6 separate regions of the Mus musculus genome follow, and all the other regions are linked to region 4. The links are chromatin contacts, called in public Hi-C and promoter capture Hi-C maps. All regions are on one chromosome and are shown on one strand. Each heading gives the region's core, a stretch centred on a gene start, on an enhancer-like site or on the middle of the called end of the contact. The rest is flanking DNA. Distances are from core to core; before and after follow the strand shown.

Region 1 (3,093 bases), core at 407-2,906, 130 kb before region 4:
CTTAGATAAAGCCCCCTCTGTGAAGGTCAGGTTGAAGACAGAGGCAGTAGTGGATATATAGCTGTCTTTTAAAAGGCAGGACCTACAAGCCGTGGGTGTTAGAGTCCAGAGCCAGGCCCACCTATGGGGGTATAATCACAAGTCACTCTCCACTTCCAGCCCAGATTCAAGACTCTGAGCCACTGACCCAGGTCCCCAGCCACCGCTCCCAAGTCAGGCACTGTAGCGCCACACCTGCTATTCCTCCTGGAGGTGAGGTGAGGACGGTGGCAGATAGAGGATGCCAAGTGATGCTGTACATCCCTCAGTTCCTTTGTGGCAAGCAGCGTGGTCCAGCCTTGTTCTGCAGGGCTGTCAGACTCCAGACCTGATGTGCGGAGTGTAAGATCATCTGGAGAAGGCAGGACTACCCTACTTCCTCAGGGCAAGGAGCCCAGGTCTAACAGTGGACATTTCCAGCCCCGCTCTTGGCTCCAGGAAAGCCAGGCATCCAGACAGCCTCTCACACGGGCTTAGTCACCGTAGCAACTCACCTTTCCCTGGAAAGAGGGCCAGTTCAAATTGCACTGCAGCAACAGGCATCTGGCACCAAGTCTATACCCCAAAGGAGCTGATCTTGGCTTTCCTCATCTGGGGCCAATACTCCTGACAGGAGGACTTAATTCAAGATGCCCACTTTAGGAAAAGACCCTGTCATGTGTTCCCTAAAACAGTCTCTAGAAGAGTTGCTATAATCCCGACAACTCAGGAAACTGAGACAGAAGGATTCCTATGGGCCAGAGTCCAGACTGTGCTACACCTGGACACGTCCCTGGGAAGCCTTGGAGGCAGTCGGAGGTGGCTTCCAGACCTGTCTCTGCTGTAGTCCAGCTCACTTTACCTCTCTGACCCTCCATATTTTATCTGAAATAGGGTTAGGAGACCCCCTCACCACAAGCCTGTTGCCAATGGAAAAGGGGTGTGGCTCTGTCATTTGGAACCAAAGGCACTTACCTGCCCCTGTGATCACCTGAACCTTACCCTCACAGAGTGAAAGACCCCTCTAACGCAACCAAGCCATCATCGAGCCAGTTATCGACGCCCACTGACAACACACTACCGCCCCAAATGGTGGCAAATTGCCTTGGGTGGGCAAAAGAGCGCGCCTCAGTGAAGCGCGAAGCAGCTTCGTGCAGCCAGGCTAGGGATCCCAGCTCCAACGGCTTCCTAACCGCGAGTCAGTCCCGGGCAAAAAGCTTCGTAGTTGAGCCTCAATTTCTTCATCTGAAAAGGATCTTGCAGGTAAGGGCTCTGCAGAACGGCGGCACACAGCCCTGAACAGCCCTGAAGCACCGCGTCTGCCTTAGTCAGGGCAAGAGAGTCGAAAAAGGACAGAAAGAGGAGACATTGCAGCCGAAGCAGTGAGGTGGCTAAGAGTTCGAGAACAGCGTAGGCTACGCGACAAGACCTGTTCTCCTACAGACAAAAGAACAGCGGGACCGAGTCCCTCTCACCTGTGCGGAACTCTGGCCTCAACCTGGGGAGCGCTGGGCAAGCAAGTTGCAGATCTGGAACCTTGCGGATGCTGGGCGCTCTGAGTGGGTCCAGGACTTGAGCGCGGCCCCTAGTAGCTTCTTAGAGCATCCTGAGCCACGCCCCCCAAGTCCACAGGCAGCGCTGATTGGGCTGCGAGGCGCCGGCCCCGCCTCCTGTTTTCGGGAGGGTGGAGGCACTGAGGACCACGATGCGCAAGGAGCGCGCGGCCCCTAGCCGTGACCATAAAAGTAGTTTTCATTGAGCTCTTTCTGCGTGCGGCAGGCTGGGCACCCCCAGACAGTCCGTGGCCTGTGGACCCCACCCGGTTCTACTACTCAAGTGAAGGACAGGACAAAAGACCACCGGGAAGCACGTGCTGAGCCGGGGTGTGCGCATTTATCCGCCACGACCTATTCCCAAACTAGGAGGATCTCGGGGGTTCCCAGCAATTTAGGGAGGAGGCTATGTCCCACTTCTGTGGAGAGATTATCCCGCCTCCTCAAGAACCCCAGGGTGAGGTTCCAGTAAGCTTAGTACCACGTGCCCCAGGGCATTTGGCGTCTACCTGGAGCAAATAACCCGAGGTTAGAATCCGGGAAATTACTTTAGGTAAAGGTTGACACCCAAACCCTTAAGGGCAAGTGAGGGAATGAGCGGGAAGAGCTAAGAGATCCCCCAGAACACTCTCAGTCACTTAAAGTGGGACTGGAGAAGACCACCCATCCAAAGAGGCACCTCCCACTAACACCTCCACAAATACTACCAGGAGCAGGTACAGCCGAGCCCGCTGGGGTTCCTCGTGACATGTTGGGGAACCTGGATTACAACCAGAGATCTTTACCCAAGTCCTTGACGCAGCACTGCGCAGATAAAGATTCAGATATGTTAATATTTTTCATTTTAAATCCCGTCCTTAATGCTCAGTTTTGGAAGCATCCATCATCAAGCGACCTGCACTCACTTGCTACACCCTAAGCTGTCTTCCAAGTACCAGAGGAGTCAGTGCTGATTAACAGGGCTGATTAGCAGCCCTGGGGGTGACCCAGGACAAGGCCAGTGAGGGTGGGCCCTGTGCTCCATGTGCCATTCTCTGGTGCTGACGATCTGGCCTGACCACCCTCAGACGCCAGCATCCCTATTCTCCTCAGTGAAGGGACTGACCAACACAGAGATTCCTGCACGCATCTCTGAGTCACAGGTCTCCAAAGTGCACGTGCCCACTCTGTTGCCAGTGTCCGTGACCATTAAGCCTTGAATGCAAAACAGGATAAACTGGGTCCTGTTACCCACCCAGGAACGGGAAGTGATGAGGAACAGGGCTTTTCTGGGACCCAGCATTTGGGCAGGAGTGGCTTGTCAGTAATAGAAGTCCCAGGCTCTGAGTGGCCCCACCACACCGCCCTGCTGACGCTTTTCATGACAACCTTGCAAAGCTCCTTGATGGCTCCGTGGGACTCTTAGACACCCCTCCCCACCGAAGCATTCTACATGCCTATCATCATCAGGTCAAACCAACATGCCAAGTCTCCCTCAGTCTGGCCATCCCAGAACCTCCAGCTCTTCTTCCTACTCTTCCTC
Region 2 (3,377 bases), core at 834-3,333, 150 kb after region 4:
TGAGCACACCCGTGCCTCTCCCTCTGGCTAAGCCACACTCACTTTCCAAATGCAGTATCCTGTGACCTTGAAACATCATGTGTGTTCACACACATACATACACACACACACATATACATACATATAGACAGACATACATATATACATACATACACACACAAATACACATATATACAAATACTCCCATACAATCAAAGGCATACACAGACATATATACATGTGCACACACAAATACATACACATACCTCACACACAGGCTTGGTGACACTTAGATCCTGGCTGCTATCAGACACACCCATGTCTCATGACCTGGCTATGGTAACTGACACTCCCTCAGATGTCTGTCCCCATTCTGTGTCCTGTTCCACCCCACCCCCACCCCACCCCTGTCTGCTCCCCTTGACCCCTCCTCCCCAGTCTTCTCAAACATAGCCTTATTTTCTCTGAGGTTTGACCTCTGTGGGTTTGGTACAATAGAATCCCATACTACCTGACCTTCCCTGCCCCATGCCTCCTCTGTGACCCCAGAGTGATGTTTGCCTGCAGCAAACAGCCTGCTGTTCCCATGTGGAACCCTGAGGCAACAGCCCAAGACACAGAGACTTCTCAGAGAAGCTTCCTCCAGCAGCAGGCTCAGGCTGGAACCTACAAAGGACAAATATGGTCTCCCATGGAAGACACAGGCTCAACAGCTCTGTCCCGTTCTCTCTGCCTCCCCGTCTGTCCAGCACAGAGGCCCCATTCATTTCACTTAGACCCCAGGAATCTCTGTCCTGTTCTGGGACTGATATCACGTGGGTTCCTCCAACATATTTGTGAGAAACTGACCCCTGCCTCAGTTTCTTTCTCTGAGTAATAAGGCCCATCACAGCAGAGGCATCACAGAACTGCAGTGGGCTATTGGACAAAAGGAAAGGGAAGACCCAAGAAGTCCCAAATCTAGGTGATGAGGGGACAGCAGGATTCCTTTCAGAAACTAAGGTCCTAGAGAAAGCACCAGGCTTAATAAACAAAGAGTACAGGGGCCCTGTCACCTCTGACATCTAGATAAACAGTCAGGAATTCCTTTGTGCATATTAAAACTGAGATACACATCTACTGCAAAAAAAATTTACTCAAACTGAGCTTATATGTGCATTCTCAGCACTTGGGAAGCTGAGGCAGGAGGATTGCTAAGAATTCAAGGCCAGTGTGAGTTACATAGCAAAGTCCTATTTTAAAAAAAAAATACAGTGATTTTTTTTAAAGCCATAAGTCTTGTGTGTGTGTGTGTGTGTGTGTGTGTGTGTGTGTATATCTTGCAATGACACTAGGTGTGAAGAATTTGAGAGACACTGAAAGATGTGTGGTACTGTCTTGATGGAGCCATTGAACTCTATGATAAAATGGAGGGGTCACAAGCTAAGAACAGCAGGTGGCCTCCCGGAACTGGGAGAGGCAGGGAAATAGTCCCCCCAACCCCCCAAACCAGCACAAGAAGCCACCCTGGTCAGACTGACTTTTGCATGTGAGACCCAGGTTGGCCTCTGTCCTCCAGGCACTAAGGAACACATGGGTGTAGCTTGGAGTGGTGGAAGTTTGTGTTAGGTCAAAGCAACAATGGTATTGCTGAGCTCCATGCTCCAGCACCTCCCTGTACTCAGACACTCAGTCCTGCTGACCAATACACAGGTCTCCCACACCGCTCCACTGGCCTCCTGGGAGAGGGGGCGGCCACAGTCTCACTTAATGCAGGAATGTCAGCATCGTACACGCAAAATGGAAGGTGCTATAACATGAACGCCAGTGACCATGGTAGCTGCTTGCACAGCTGTGCACAAGGAGGCAGTCAGAAGGTATAGGCACAGGAGCAGGCAGGGAGTGGCAGTCACAGCACAGGATGTCCCTTACGGTGGCACCACCCTCCTCCCTACAGAGGCCAGTGCCTGTGCAGCGGCCTCTGCAGCCAACGTGATTCTACCCTAACCATGTTTCGTTGGCTTCTTCCCTTATTTCCCGGCTTCCCGGCTTCCTCCTGAATGCAGAGAACCCTGCCCGCTGCCTGGGAGACCACAGTTCCTGTGCTATGCCAAGAAATTACGCAAGCACCTCCGCTTAAATCAACAAGGAAAAACACAAGGACAAAGATAAGTCATCCAAGAGCAAGAGGAAGCGGGGCCCGCCTTTTTCTTAGCATCTCCGAGTGAGAAAGGACTTTCTATGTACAAGATAAAACTCAGATTAAGAAACGCATTCAAATCCTGGATATAAAGGAGAATGGGCTTCCTAACACACAGGGTGAGCACTGTATGCTATGCAGCATCTGGAGATAAAACTGCTGCAGGAGAAATGTGAGTCTCTGGCCTGTGAAAGCGGAAAGCAACCGTCCATTCGGCTCTTTTTTAAACGAAAACTGGAAAAAGGATGTGGACTAAGGCTGCCAATCCCATGATAAAGCCGAGGATATCCACACACTAGCTCTGGTGCCAGGGAGAGCTTAACTCTCACACACAGCTGTGGGGCATGAACCAGGACAGTCCCCATTGCAGGGTATGGGATGCCATTTATGTTGGAAATGCTCTGCTCATGTCTTGTTCAGACAGACCTTCTCTCAGAAGGGTTTTTGCAGAGCCTCGCTGTTTATAACAGTTCCGGGTTAGCACCAACCCACACACCCACTGATGGGCTGACTGGCCAACCAGGAGACCACCAGGACGCATGGCCCAATGCTGACCCTGAAAGAAGACCTCTCCGAGTTCCCCGATTGAAAAAGTTAACTGTACATTGAAGAATACCTGCCACAGCCAGGCGTGCAAATCACAAGCAGCTGTCTGGACCCTCACATGTGTATGCGCCTGAGTGAGCACTGCCCAGAACCAGGATGGAACGTACAGGTCCCAGAATCCCCCTGGCACTGGGCATCTCTCACACACTGCCTTCCAGAAATATTAAATTCTGCTTTATACATGAATCTGCTCTGCCTGCTCCAGAAACCCAGAGAACTGTCACACCCAGGGACCCCAGCCCTCCTGTTGTCTTTGTGAGAGTGGCTGTTTATCTACCAGCGACTGCAGGTTACTCTCTGTCGCTTTGTGGGACCACGGGTGTTTCATTCCATCAGTATATAGTATATAGCAGTCTGGTTTGGCGATTTATTAGTTGACTGGAGGGGTGGGCATGTAGGCTGCGCCCAGTTTGGGCTGTTATGTCATAGGCACACAAAACTATGAGTTCCCACAGCAGGTGTTTAGCTATAATGGACATTTCCACAGAGTCTTCCCCAAACAGTGGTGCCGTTAATGAGAGATAAAGAAGGGAAAAAGACGTGTGGGCTGCTGTCAAGAAGGTGACCCATACAAAACACGGAGGAAAAGAAGGTGGAAGGAAAATGCTTCTGC
Region 3 (3,016 bases), core at 442-2,941, 210 kb before region 4:
TGCAGAGGCCATGGAGGGATGTTCTTTACTGGCTTGCCTCACCTGGCTTGCTCAGCCTGCTCTCTTATAGAACCAAGACTACCAGCCCAGAGATGGTCCCACCCACAAGGGGCCTTTCCCCCTTGATCACTAGTTGAGAAAATGCCTTACAGCTGGATCTCATGGAGGCATCTCCTCAACTGAAGCTCCTTTCTCTGTGATAACTCCAGCTGTGCCAAGTTGACACAAAACTAGCCAGTACAGTTTTATTTAAATTCAAAATGGCCAGTCTGGTTGAACTGACAATCAAAGTGCTTGCCATTTGTACCCTTCACTGTCTGCTCTTCCTTTATGGAGGATGATGGGATAAGAATCCGGTTGAAGACCGAACTTGGTCTGCACTGACTTCAGTAGCACTGAGTCACTCAGATTTCTCTATCCAACAATCTCCATCTCAGCATCTACACATCAACACCCCAGCCTCAGTATCCCCACCTCAGCATCCCTACCCCAGAACCCCCACCTCAGCACCCCACCTCAGCATCCCCATCTTAGCACCCCACCTCAGCATCCCCACCCCAGAAACCCCACCTCAGCATCCCGCCTCAGCATCTCGCCTCAGCACCCCCCCTCAGTACCCCGCCTCAGCACCCCAGCCTCAGCATCGCCACCCCAGGAACCCCACCTCAGCATCTCGCCTCAGCACCCCCCTCAATACCCCACCTCAGCACCCCCACCTCAGCATCCCCACCCCAGAAACCCCACCTCAGCACCCCACCTCAGCACCCCACCTCAGCATCCCCATCTTAGCACCCCCACCTCAGCATTTCCACCCCAGAAACCCCACCTCAGCACCCCCCTCAGTACCCCACCTCAGCACCCAACCTCAGCATCCCCACCTCAGCACCCCCACCTCAGCATCCCCACCCCAGAAACCCCACCTCAGCACCCAACCTCAGCATCCCCACCCCAGAACCCCCACCTCAGCATCCTCACCCCAGGACCCCCACCTCAGCATCCCCACCCCAGAAACCCCACCTCAGCACCCCGCCTCAGCATCTCGCCTCAGCACCCCCCTCAGTACCCCACCTCAGCACCCTGCCTCAGCATCCCCACCCCAGAACCCCCACCTCAGCACCCTGCCTCAGTACCCCGCCTCAGCATTCCCACCCCAGAACCCCCACCTCAGCATCCCCACCCCAGGACCCCCACCTCAGCACCCTGCCTCAGTACCCCGCCTCAGCATCCCCACCCCAGAACCCCCACCTCAGCACCCCACCTCAGTATCCCCCTCAGTATCCCCCAGCACCCCTACTTCAGCACCCCCACTTCAGCATCCCCACCTCAGCACTCCCCTCTCATCATGACTGGCTTCAAGCTGTCTCAGTTTGGTCTCTGAAACCAAGGCATTCACTGGGACTTTGCCCTGATCCCCCCATAGCTGACAACAGTGTCTAGCAGTTGCATCACAGGTGCTGGGCACCTGTGGATATCTCTGTGGCTTTTGACTTCCACCGTGAGTGTGCTACTCACTCCGGATGCTTTAGAGGAAAGCAATTACACCAAGGGTGGGCTCCCTGGTGTGTGGCACGTGTGAGCTCTGCAGTCCCAGTATGAGGCCTGAGAAAGAAGAAAAAGAAAGACAAGCACCTTCGTAAGTTCACCCTGACAAGGGAGAGGAAAACACCCGGCTGCCTCTGTCAGCACCGCACAGGATGACTCTGTGGCATCAGCTTCCCCTTGGTAAATGTCACGGGAGCATAAGTCTGGCCTGCGAGATGTGCTACAGATGAAGGAGATGGCACAGTTCCACACCCCCGCCTGGCACAGAGGCCCTGGGGTGCACAGGTGGGCTCGGGGCCATCGCAGCATCGCATTAGCCTCATGCCTTTCTGGTCAGGTGGGTGAGGAGGAATTGGAGACAGAGAAGCCTGTGCCCAAGCTCAACAGTGCCGGAAGGTCCCTCCCAGCCTCTGGACTGCAGCCTGGCCTCCTGCTTGCCTCTTGTTAACGAGCAGAGTGGCAGGTGGTGGATTGCTTACAGATCACAAGGGGCCAAAGGCAGCTAAAATGAGCCAGTGGGGCCAGGACCTCATTTAGACAGATGTGTGGGATGACGTTGGATCCAGGCCACAGCTGAGTGAGCAGCAGGCAGGAAGTTGATCGGGGTTGTTCCAGGCTGGACAATGTCTTCCCGAGTGGAACTTAAATCCGCTCGGTGAAGAAGACACAGTACTTGGAGAGAGGCCCAGGTCTCCAGCCAGTGACCCTGGGCTACACATAGCCTGACCCAAATAGAACCACAGGAGAACAGGGCTGCAGCAAGGCTCGGCCACAGAAACTTCCAGACCTTGTCCAGACCAGGAGGCAGAAGGACCCTGCTTCCTTTCTCTTCTTTCCTTTCTTTCTTCCTTTTTTGATAATTTTTGCATTAGTTGATTTTTTTAATCTCTGTGCCCCCAGTGCCTGACCGAATCAAGGGAGAAACAGTTGGTTAGACTCATGGAGGCTTCCAAGGGCTTCCATCCATCACATGAGAAGTCATACTTGGATCATGGCTGTGGGAGGCCACGGGGAGGCTCTTCACATCACACTGACCAGGAAGAAAAGAGGACAGGAGGCCAATAGGGTGGTGTGCTTTTAAGGCCATCCTCCTACTTTCTCCAGGTCAGCTTGCCCCTAAAAGCTCTACCACCTCTTCATATTAGTGTCACTAGCTGGGAACCCAGCACTCAGAATGAGGTAGCATTTTAGGTTCAAACCAAACAGTCGCTTTATATTTTGATATTGTATGACTTCCTGAGGCAATGTGAACAAATATCCATTCACCCTAGATATGGCACTGTCAACAGATTCACCAAAGTCTAGCACGGTGAACCAGTGAGATTTCCAGGGTCACAGGAGTATGGGTGACTCAGGTAGCTGCTACACTGAACAGCTCAGCATGGGTGATGCCTCCAAACTGAATTCTGGGTTGGGGTTGGGGCCCTGAGCAACTTGCAGGCAGCTCTGCGGAAGAGTGTCCTCCAGCAACTGT
Region 4 (2,957 bases), core at 451-2,950:
AATGACAACGGTCCTACTTTATAGATGAGGACATTTCACATTGTCATAACACTAGTTAATGACACCAAACCTGGGCCCTTCACCTCTGCAGGAGACAAGGCCCAGATATGACCAGTGTTACACTTTCAGGTTCTCAGGAGGAAGTGGAGGGTGAGAGACAGTTGTGATTAATGAGTACCAACTCTGTTCTGGGCGTCATCCCCGGGGGCTTCTACGAGCCTTCATTAATTTTCTCCCATTTAACTCCACGAGACTATCCCCATCCTGTCCTTGATTCACAACTCAAGAGGTCACAACGGTGTGTGTGTGTGTGTGTGTGTGTGTGTGTGTGTAAAACAGCCCAGCCCACACAGCATCCAACAGTCGGAGGATGTTCAGGGCCTCCGGTTCCTCTGCGCCCACAGCTGTACTGTCTGGTCATAGGAGGGAGGAATCCACAAGGAGAAACCTCCCCTGAGGTCTGTGCTCTCACACAAACACGAGCAATACTGCTGTGCTGACCTTTCTGATCAAATCTATAGACCTGACACACGATGTCCCATAGTCTTTTAACTATGAGGCAGGCTTTGGAGGACTTGGAAGTCTAGGCGGACACTGGCAGGGGACACCCAGTTAGGAATAAACCTGTTGGGCTAAATTCAGAGAAATTCTGCTTATCCCTCTATCTTCTGGGGTGGGAGCTAACACCTGCAAGTCCCCTACTTACAACTCCCAAAGCCTCCCTCCTCCCAAAAGCCCCTCTCTTTCTAGAAGGCTGGAAAGTGCAGCCTCTCGCTTGTTTCATTAACAGCCCGTGGAGAAGAGTCTGTCTTTTCCTGTCTCAATTCTTTACCCCCTTTTCCTTATAAAACCAACATGGGCTGGAGCTACAAGACAAATTCCCCCCCCCTCCCAGTTCTGCTGAACCCACACGAAGAATCATTTTGTTTCCTACTGAACAAAGAGTCTCTGCTAAAGATAAGTCAGCTGGTTCTGAGATAAATGGGGAGAGCGAGGGGGCTCCAGTGTTCCCATGGAGGAAGAAGTCCGGACATTCCATCCTGTTCCGCTCTCTCTGGGAAAGAAGACACAACTGAATCTTTTCCAGAAAACTAGTAACTTTGTGACTAAGCTGTATCCAGGCAGGAACTCTCCCAGCTGCTGGGGGCCCAGAGAGAAAGGTACCAATCAGCATCTAATTACTGCATACCCCTGATTCTCCCGGTTCACCTTGGCGGTGTGAGAATGGGCACCACTGTTCCCACAGGGCTAAAATCGCACCGTGGGTGGGCAGGTGGCCGAGGGGCCCACCCAAGGTCACAGACAGGAAAACATAGATACCCTCTCTGCCCATCTACTTAGGGCGGCCAGCCAGGTCTCTAGTTCCTCACTGTCTGGAAGCTTTCTTTTCTAGGCCAAGGAATCTAGAGAGAGTTCTCCAGTGCCAGGCTCGCCTTAGTCTCCCGGACCATGTCTGTGGCGCCTAGCTGCGTGCAAGCAGGTGTGGTGAAGGTGCAGAGCCAGAGCCCCCCCACCCGGGATCCCCGGGAGCCAGCACGGAGCCCAGGCGGCACTCACCGTCCCGCGTCCCGCCCCGAAGGTGCTGAGGCGCCGAGGGAGGCGTGGGCCGCACCTGTGCACCCGCGAGCCCGGATCGCGCCCGCTTGCGAGCCGCTACCAGAGCAGCGCACACTGCGGGGCTACCGGGCCCGCCCGAAGCGCAGCCATCCCTCTGCAAGGAAGTGCGAGCCTACACTGTCAATGGCGGCTGGGGGGCGGGGCCGGCAGGCGGGCGAAAGGCGGGGTCTGCAGGATAAGGGGCGGAGCCTCGCCTGAGGGGCAGGCCTGTGAAGGCGGAGTGCAGCTTCAGAGGCGGGGCCTGAGGAGGCGGGAGGCAGGAGGTGTAGCCTTAGGGGCGGGGTCTGTGGATGGGAAGGAGCTGAGCTGGTCAAGATCTGTAAGAGACACCCAGGGTCCCTTACTATTGATGGTGCCTGGCTGTCCCCTAAGTAGGTCAGGCATGCGCCGCAGAAGCTTGCTGGCGCCCACGTCCCAGGCTCCAGGATATGAGGTGGCTCCGTGGGACAAACCTCAGGGTGGGTCGGGAACTCCGGGAAGGCTGTATCCTCCTCATCTTCCCTTGGCTTCTGCTCACTGATTCTGTCAAGAGGCCTTTGTTGACTACTCTGCTAACAGCCACACCCCCTACACTCTGGCCCGCTTTCTGCTTTCTCCATACCTTTATCCCAGTCTATTATTATTACTTGCCCCCCCCCCCCCAAGCTCAGGAGATTAAACCCAGAGCCTCAACCACCACTCCCCTCAACTTTGACCAAGTCGATTCAAAATATTTTAAATAATTCTTTCCTTTTTCTTCCCTCCCTCTCCTCTGCCTGTCTGTTTCTCTGTCTCTGTCTCACTCTCTCGTTCTCTCACTCTCTAGAGCTTTTGCGGCTCTCTTTTTCTCTGTCTCTTTCTTCTCCACTCGAAGCTGTCCAACAAACGTTACAATCCTTGCTGGGCTTTTATGGCAGGTACATACCCTCTCAGTAAACATCTGTTGATCTTAGATCATTGTTAATTCATCTAATAGTTATCAAACGTCACTCATAGCCTGGAAGAACCTTGAAGAGGTTCCTCTACGTGAAAGAATCTAGACACGAAGGACACTCCCAGCTGCATTTGGTGGCACACAGCTGTCATCTCAGCTCTTGGGAGGCTGAAGCAGGAAGATAAAGAGTTCAAGGCCAGCCTGGGCTTCACAGAGAGACGTCTCAGAAAAGCAAACCACTTGAAAACGAAATGCATAAGTAAAACGTTCAAACAGGAAAGCGGGAGAGCCAAGAAGCATGGTAGAGGATGCCAGGGGTGAGGGGGTTGGGACCGTTAACAAAGGAAAATTAGGGACTTTTGGGGGAAGATGATAAAAAAGTTTTGAAATGAGAATATTGTTAGTTGTATACCATGAGAGTATACAT
Region 5 (3,340 bases), core at 528-3,027, 250 kb before region 4:
TTGCCACTCCCAAATTAATGGTGGAGATGAACAAGGAGATCCTGTTGAAAGTACTCTGGAAGCTACCAAAGCAAGAGAACCGAGTGACAGGAGAAGTCATTCTCCTATTGTCATCCTGAAGTGGGGTGTCATTCAGCTTTCCATTCCTCTCTTTAGACGTGGTCTTGTTATACCGCCCAGGGTGACCTTGAACCCATGACACTCTTTTCTCCGCTTCTGGAGTACTAATAGTAAGTACAAGTCTATACCATTGCATCTGGCTTTTGAAATTTCATTTTTTAGTTGTTTTTATTGTTTAACTTTTTTGTATGCGTGTGACTAGGGGCTTGAGGAGGCGAGAAAAGAGCATCAGATTCTGTGAGGCTAGGGTTACAGGTGGCTGGGAGCCCCCTGAGGTGGGTGCTGGGAACTGAACTCTGGAGCTCTCAAAGATCAGAATATGCTCTCAAGGGCTGGCTGAACCGTCTCTTCAGCCCCTTGACGTTTCCTTTTAACTCGATGACTTTCCGCTTGTGAAAGGAAGACGAAGAAGGGAGAAAAGGAAAGAAAGCCGGGGTATTCACATGACTTGCCCACTCAATAGCTCTCTAGGGGCGCAGGGGGTTGGGAGGCTGTCCTCAGAGAAGCTCCCTCAGCGCCATTTGGGGTTATTCTAAAACCACTTACCTTGGAAGAAACAAACATTGCCATGAAGATAGAATGCATTTAGCATCTGCGGAGATAACTCACTTCAATTTCTTTAAGATTTGTGATGCGCGTATACTTGTGACATTCTCAAGAGATAGGAGTCCACTCCACATGAGCTGACACAGACCATCCAAAAGACAACCATCCCAAGAAACTTCTGGATTGCAACAGAGACTGAGCTAGCTCATCATCACCAACCAGAAATCACCAGTGTTTGAGGGGAAAAGAAAATCCCAGGTGTCAACTTTTTCCACGGAGCCCGTCAAAACAGCTTATCTGCCATCTTGGTCCTCAAAGGCCTAAACATCCCTACTTCTGACCACAGTGTGGAAAAGAGGGAAGGGATGCGGCTCACTAATGCCCGAGCCTCTTTGCCCTGTCTTGGGGTTCATGCTGTGTCGCTGTCCTGCTTTCAGGATTTGGGAGGGAGGCAGATCGAAGGGAATGAATCAGAACCTCAGCATCGGGTTACAGGCTGGATCCCAGCTGGGGCGAGGGTAGCCCGGCCTGCCAGCTGCCAGCTCACCTCTACCTCTGACTCACCACCGGGACAGCTCCACGTCGGGGGCCCAGCCCGTGCCAGCGCACCTGCGCCGGCAGAGCCGCGCTCCCGCTCACTCCGTAGGTCGCACCCGTGTGCGGCACTGGACTGGACCGCCGAGCCTGCTTCCTCCTCCCCTTGTCACCTTCCCACGTCTCATCAACCCTGCAACTCCGGGCGAGCGCAGACCCGTGCATGACTGGGTCCGAGTCTTCCCAAATCCTAGAAGCGGCCTCGGGGTCCGAGCCTTCCCAGCCCGCTCCGGCGCGGTCGTGGCCTCTGAGCAGCTCGCGGCCCTCCACTGAGACCAGCAGAATGACAGCCCTGCCCGCCGCACCGGCCGTCCAGCCGACCCGCCCACGCCGCCAGCGACCCCTCCTCACCGGTCCCGGCGCAGCCACGCCGCACAGCCCCTCGCGAGCGCAGCACCGCAGCCCGAGGCCCTCTCGCCGCGGCGGCCCGCGGGACCGGGCAGGGGGGCGGGCAGGACGCCGTCGGGTCTGCAGCTGCCGCGGATGCACCGCGCGACCAGCCGTGCCGGGTCCTTCTGAGGCGCGGCGGAGCGGGCTGTCAGTCAGCGGGAGCGCCCCGCCCCTTTAGGTGCACGTGACGCGCGAGCAGTCGGGCCCTTTGGATGTGTCGCGGAGAGAGTTGTCAGTCAACAGGGGGCGCCACGCCCAGTCCCACCCTCCTCCCCCGCGTGACGTACGAGTTCTCTGGAGCAAGCCGGGAGCCACGCCTCCAGAGCACCACGTGACTCGCGAGCTGTCACTTTTGCTGGGAGCGCCGGGCCTCGCTCAGCTCCTGTACGCAGGCGCGGGAGCGCCCCTTAGTCCCTGCGCCTCCCGACAGCCGCGCGGGTTCGCTCAGGAACAGAGTTCCAGCAGAGGATGACTAGGTCGCGGCGTTTTTGCGCGCAAAAGTGGTTTGGGAGAGGAAGGTGACCCTCGAGGCTGGTCTGGCCTGGGGTAGCAGAGTCCCAGCGTAGGTCCCGTGGACCCACACGCCTTTGAAGGCGCGAGTGGCCAGCTGAGTCCCGTTTGTCTTCCGAAAGGCGTGTCTTTAAGAGGCCAGTAGATTTGGCTCTTTTCATAAATAGGAGTAAGCACAACGTCCAGCCATTCAGCTTCTCCCACATCTCTTCAATAAAGAAATAACAAAGAGGCTGGGGGGTGGAGCTCAGGGGCGGGTCACTGCCTCTGAGTGGTCAAGGTCCTGACTCCCATGCCCAGCACCAGGGAGGAAAAGGAAAACTAAAGAAAACCAAGGCCGAACTTCTGGGATTTTTCTGAAGTCCTGAGGGTTAGGCAGGGGGCTGGAGTTCTGCCAATCAGGAAGATGATATAGATGGTGGTAACCGAGCACCTGCCCTTTGCTGACAACAGATGGGAAGATCTGTCCAACTAAGGCTTCTTGGGAAAGTTTAAGAGAGCCTTAGGAAAGGCTGGGAGCTAAAGTTCTTGGAAAGTTTAGGGACACGTGGCCACCCCAGGAGAAGGTCTCACACCTAGACGTCTGCGTGTGAGAACTTGGTGCCAGCTCTGGAGGGAAAGGGTGGGTGCTAGCCCTCATCCTTGTGTGGACACTAAGGACAGCTGCTCTGAACAGAGTCCAACAGACTATAGATAAGGCTCAGAAAAGTTGTAGAATGTGAGGGGACAGTGCCGGGGCTAAAGGAACCCTCCCCTGTTTCAGAGAAGGAAGATGGCACTAGGTACCAAGTTCTGTAACCCTGACCTCACCTAGACAGCTGTTGGGGAGCACTGAAGACAAATGTAGTCACTAAGGGATCCCATTCCATATTGAGGAACTCTACTTCTCCTCATGAGATTTAGTGGCATTTGCCCTGCCTTCTAATAGGCCTCTGACCTCCTCAGGAAGTTGGACAGAGGCAGATGACATGACATTTAAAAACGAGGAAGAACCTTCTGCAAGCCACAGACAAGTGAACTTGGTGTCAACCTAGGAAGTACTCAGGGTGGATGACTCAGATCATATCGGTGGCCCCTCTGAAAATGAAGCGCTGAGACACGAGACACAAGGAGCTAGATAATGAGGAGGCTGGGCTGTGTCTTGGTAGCTATGTTCTCCGGTGGTCAAGATGTTCCTCTG
Region 6 (2,984 bases), core at 370-2,869, 190 kb before region 4:
GCCTGTGGAGACCAGAGATCTCTTGAACGGCCTGTGAATAGTGAGAACTGAGCGCAGGTCCTCCGGTAGAGCAACAAGATCTGTTAACCACCAAGCCACCTCCCCAGCCTTTTGATTGGGGGGATGGTGTTCTGTTTTATTTTTTAACCCCCTTCCCTTTTTTTTTTTTTTTTTTTTTGGTCTAAGAAATATTTGGCTGGAGCACGCAACCCTGTTTGTGTTTGGCTAGCACTCACCGGCAATCTGCCCCATGCTCAGGACTGGGGTGGGATTCCACCTTCTCTAGAGTAAAGCTGTTTACAGAAGCATGCTTCATTTTACAGTGGGTTTGGACCAGGCTCCTAAGTGATGGGAGCCAGGGCTCACCACACTCTTGGAGCCTGGGGATGCTGGCAGGCACTGAGGGGTTCTTCCTGTGTGTCCCGGGCCCCTCTTTCTGGTGGCTGGTGTGTCATGGGTGGTTTTACAACCACAGGCCACTCCATTAACCCCCATGAGGAATGTGCCAGGAATCTACTCCTCCCACAGCTTAAAAACTAGGTCACCCAAACCAGGGGGAAGTGACGTTCAATTGTCACTCTTGACGGCGGCTGGGAGGCAGCCCTTATTCTAAGAAGTGAGAAGACATCTGAGACCTGGAGCCTCTTGCAAAGCCAAACCCCAGAGGAGGACACCTAGATCTGCTGAGGGTGGGGCAGATGCCACAGGGTCAGGGAATGGTAGGGAAGGCTCCTGATGTATTGGTCCTCCATGAGACCAAAGGTCATGTGAGAAAAGGCCACACAGACAAGGACAAAGACAAGATAAATCTCTGGAGTGCTACCAACTTTAAATAGACCAGCTCTGCTGGACTTATAAGCACGTGACTGCCAAAAAGGTTGGGGAATGTGAGCACGGATAGACACCACCAGGGCAGAGCCCAGGTCTTGCTCGGGGCTTCTCCCTGCAGCCCATCTGTCTGACCAGCAAACACAGACCCCATTTCTCTGTCGGTAGGACGGACTGTAACCTTATAGCTGTCGACTCTTGTCACCCAGACAAGAGCCCCATTCATGACATATCTCAAACCTGTATCCTCAGGGTTCGAAAGCCTTCCCCCTCCACCACCAAAGAAAACATGGCAAGGAGTGTCTCAGTGAGCAGCTCCTGAGAGGAGGTGAGCCACCAGATGGGGACCGCCACCTGGCCAGCCTGGGCACTGGTTGTCCAGCCAAGAGACTCCACGGCACGCTGCTCATGAGGGGGAAGGTGCTCGGTCACCCTCACCAAAGGCCATGGAGGCCCAGGACGTTCAATGACACCAAAAGGAAGATTCCTGACTCTCTGTCACCCCCCACCCCCAAAGGACAAAGTACAGATAAAAAGCAGGACCCCGAATCCCAGTAGATGACACCCCCTTCTCCCCAGGTCGCCAAATTCACTGCCTGACGGCGAAGATCCGGAAGGCGTTTCCGTTCTGAGGAGTGTTCAGGCTGCAAGAGAAGAGGGAGAAGGAAGTTAGAAGAGAAAGCTGTGGGCAAAGGAATGGCCGATAGGGCCAATGTGGTAAGGTCAGAGCCCACAGAAGTCACACCCAGCTGGACGAGCCCACATGTGCCGACAGGAAGCTGTGGTGTGAGCCCAGGCTGAGGTTGCGGAGCGACTCTCTGGGTTTTACTGACACCTGTCTCAGACATCTGGTTGACAGATGATTTAAGGGGTGGCTTGAAGGGAACACACACCCGAATGCTACCCAAATATGCCATCATGGGTCTGCTATCCTTTCCAGGCAGGGCTATTGTTACTGTCGGTACATACAGGGGAGGAATCAAGAGAGGCACACGGTTAATCAAAACCACATTCTTCCGATGGGAGACAAGTCCTTCAGGCCCTTGGTTGGTTTTTGAGATGGGCCTTATGCAGCCTAGGTTTATCTCCAACTCGTTATATAGATGAGATGACCCTGAACTCCTAATCCTGATGCCTTCCCCTCCCAAGTGCCACCACCCCCAGTTTATGCCATGCTGGGAATTGAACCCCAGGCTTCATGCATGCCCGGCCAGCTAGGCAAGCACTGTGCCACTGAACTACGTTCCTAGCTCTCAACCAGATGTTGAAAACACCGTTACAGAACTATACTGCCCTGTGAAACTCAGCCATGTCCTCTGGCCTCTACACCAGCACCTAGGTATACACACCCACGAAATGAGGAAGCATTAAAAGGGGTCCTTCCGGCTCCCCCCCTTCTGTGCTGGCACCTCTGCCTCTGTGAATTTGTCTGTTCTGGAAGACATGTGCTTTCCACCATCAGAGGTGTAAGCTTGGGAGGTGGATTGCTATCAACCTACATTCACCTTTTAAAGGCTTCTCAAGTGGCCACATTGTGTCTGTGCCTACCCACAATGCATTGAGCATTTCAGATGCTCTGCAGCCCCACTGACAGCTGTTGTCTTATGGCCGCTGTGCAGATACTCTGGGTACCCTGGCCTGAATCTGCATCTCCATTGCTTTGGTGTGCTGAGTGACTCTCCCTGGTCCAGAAGCTGTCCCTGGAGCATGGCTGGGCAGATGGATTTCCTGGTGTGGGCAGTTCTTTTTAACGTGGTAGTAGGGATGGAACCTAAGACCCTGTGCATGCCAGGCAAGCACTCTGCCACCGAGATACAGCCCAGTCTCATCTCCAAAGTCCCCAACTGGGTTACCGTAATGTTGAGTTGTAAGAGTTCACACACAGGCCACGTTCCCATTTGCAGGCACACACATGCTCACACACACACACACACACACACACACACACACACACACGAGCTATGAAATCCTTTAGTACATACACAATTTGGAAAACTGTTCTCCCATTCTGTAGCTAGACTTCCGGCCTCTCTTCCTCCCTTCCAAACCTGAACCCTACCTCTCTTTATTACTCTCCTTCCTTCCTTTGAGAGGAAGTTTATCTTCTCACAGGTCTAGGGCCTGGTCACAGAGGTCTCCTGTAAGGCCACTCTCTT

Evidence for each region. Promoter capture Hi-C pulls out the DNA fragments that hold promoters and counts their contacts. Hi-C and Micro-C count contacts between places; a contact is called where the count stands out from the background.
Region 1: a contact with region 4 is called in a promoter capture Hi-C map of liver, with 2.3 times the contacts expected there. The contact joins the promoter of Crispld2 here to the promoter of Klhl36 in region 4. A contact is called at or near these places in 7 of 39 promoter capture datasets (cranial neural crest, embryonic stem cells, liver and 3 more) and 3 of 9 other capture datasets (adipose tissue, liver and pancreatic islet).
Region 2: a promoter capture Hi-C map of liver shows a contact between it and region 4. The contact joins the enhancer-like site here to the promoter of Klhl36 in region 4. A contact is called at or near these places in 4 of 39 promoter capture datasets (the C10 cell line, cranial neural crest and liver), 5 of 484 Hi-C or Micro-C datasets (LSK cells, bone marrow-derived macrophages, female germline stem cell-derived STRA8 germ cells and 2 more), 8 of 115 datasets of contacts at active chromatin or transcription factors (bone marrow-derived macrophages, craniofacial prominence, embryonic stem cells and 3 more) and 2 of 9 other capture datasets (macrophages and pancreatic islet).
Region 3: a Hi-C map of regulatory T cells shows a contact between it and region 4, with 2.0 times the contacts expected there. The contact joins the enhancer-like site here to the promoter of Klhl36 in region 4. A contact is called at or near these places in 9 of 39 promoter capture datasets (3T3-L1-derived adipocytes, the C10 cell line, cranial neural crest and 4 more), 1 of 15 datasets of contacts at CTCF or cohesin (large pre-B cells), 15 of 484 Hi-C or Micro-C datasets (3T3-L1-derived adipocytes, B cells, the Ba/F3 cell line and 10 more), 2 of 115 datasets of contacts at active chromatin or transcription factors (regulatory T cell precursor and stem cell-derived neural progenitor cells) and 2 of 9 other capture datasets (adipose tissue and liver).
Region 5: a promoter capture Hi-C map of stem cell-derived epiblast-like cells shows a contact between it and region 4, with 3 times the contacts expected there. The contact joins the promoter of 6430548M08Rik here to the promoter of Klhl36 in region 4. A contact is called at or near these places in 15 of 39 promoter capture datasets (the C10 cell line, the SN4741 cell line, cranial neural crest and 10 more), 7 of 484 Hi-C or Micro-C datasets (B cells, CD4 T cells, Sertoli cells and 3 more), 4 of 115 datasets of contacts at active chromatin or transcription factors (embryonic hindbrain, embryonic stem cells and memory CD8 T cells) and 3 of 9 other capture datasets (adipose tissue, liver and pancreatic islet).
Region 6: a contact with region 4 is called in a Hi-C map of granulocyte-monocyte progenitors, with 3 times the contacts expected there. The contact joins the enhancer-like site here to the promoter of Klhl36 in region 4. A contact is called at or near these places in 1 of 39 promoter capture datasets (cranial neural crest), 2 of 484 Hi-C or Micro-C datasets (granulocyte-monocyte progenitors and regulatory T cells) and 3 of 115 datasets of contacts at active chromatin or transcription factors (embryonic stem cells, memory CD8 T cells and regulatory T cell precursor).

Annotation. Positions count from the first base shown.
Region 1 is chr8:119,991,001-119,994,093 of GRCm38.p6, reverse strand. Crispld2 (cysteine-rich secretory protein LCCL domain containing 2) reads right to left here and starts at 1,656. Exons shown (of 15, transcript NM_001310635.1): 1 at 1,494-1,656.
Region 2 is chr8:119,714,022-119,717,398 of GRCm38.p6, reverse strand. The region is part of intron 1 of Atp2c2 (ATPase, Ca++ transporting, type 2C, member 2); the gene reads right to left. Among named protein-coding and RNA genes, the nearest start is that of Atp2c2, 16 kb to the right of the region's middle. Within about 2 kb of position 2,083, at least 55 of the 459 cell types and tissues checked have an H3K27ac peak or open chromatin away from gene starts, as enhancers often do. A contact at or near this core is called in liver and pancreatic cancer cells, where this site is marked.
Region 3 is chr8:120,067,121-120,070,136 of GRCm38.p6, reverse strand. No RefSeq gene overlaps it. Among named protein-coding and RNA genes, the nearest start is that of Zdhhc7, 33 kb to the left of the region's middle. Within about 2 kb of position 1,691, at least 49 of the 459 cell types and tissues checked have an H3K27ac peak or open chromatin away from gene starts, as enhancers often do. A contact at or near this core is called in adipose tissue, regulatory T cells and regulatory T cell precursor, where this site is marked.
Region 4 is chr8:119,861,048-119,864,004 of GRCm38.p6, reverse strand. It overlaps Klhl36 (kelch-like 36), which reads right to left and starts at 1,700. Exons shown (of 5, transcript NM_146219.1): 1 at 1,558-1,700.
Region 5 is chr8:120,112,589-120,115,928 of GRCm38.p6, reverse strand. It overlaps 6430548M08Rik (RIKEN cDNA 6430548M08 gene), which reads right to left and starts at 1,777. Exons shown (of 13, transcript NM_172286.4): 1 at 1,612-1,777.
Region 6 is chr8:120,048,771-120,051,754 of GRCm38.p6, reverse strand. It overlaps Crispld2 (cysteine-rich secretory protein LCCL domain containing 2), which reads right to left. Exons shown (of 15, transcript NM_001310635.1): 15 at 1-1,472. The coding sequence ends at 1,418. Among named protein-coding and RNA genes, the nearest start is that of Zdhhc7, 51 kb to the left of the region's middle. Within about 2 kb of position 1,619, at least 90 of the 459 cell types and tissues checked have an H3K27ac peak or open chromatin away from gene starts, as enhancers often do. A contact at or near this core is called in granulocyte-monocyte progenitors, memory CD8 T cells and regulatory T cells, where this site is marked.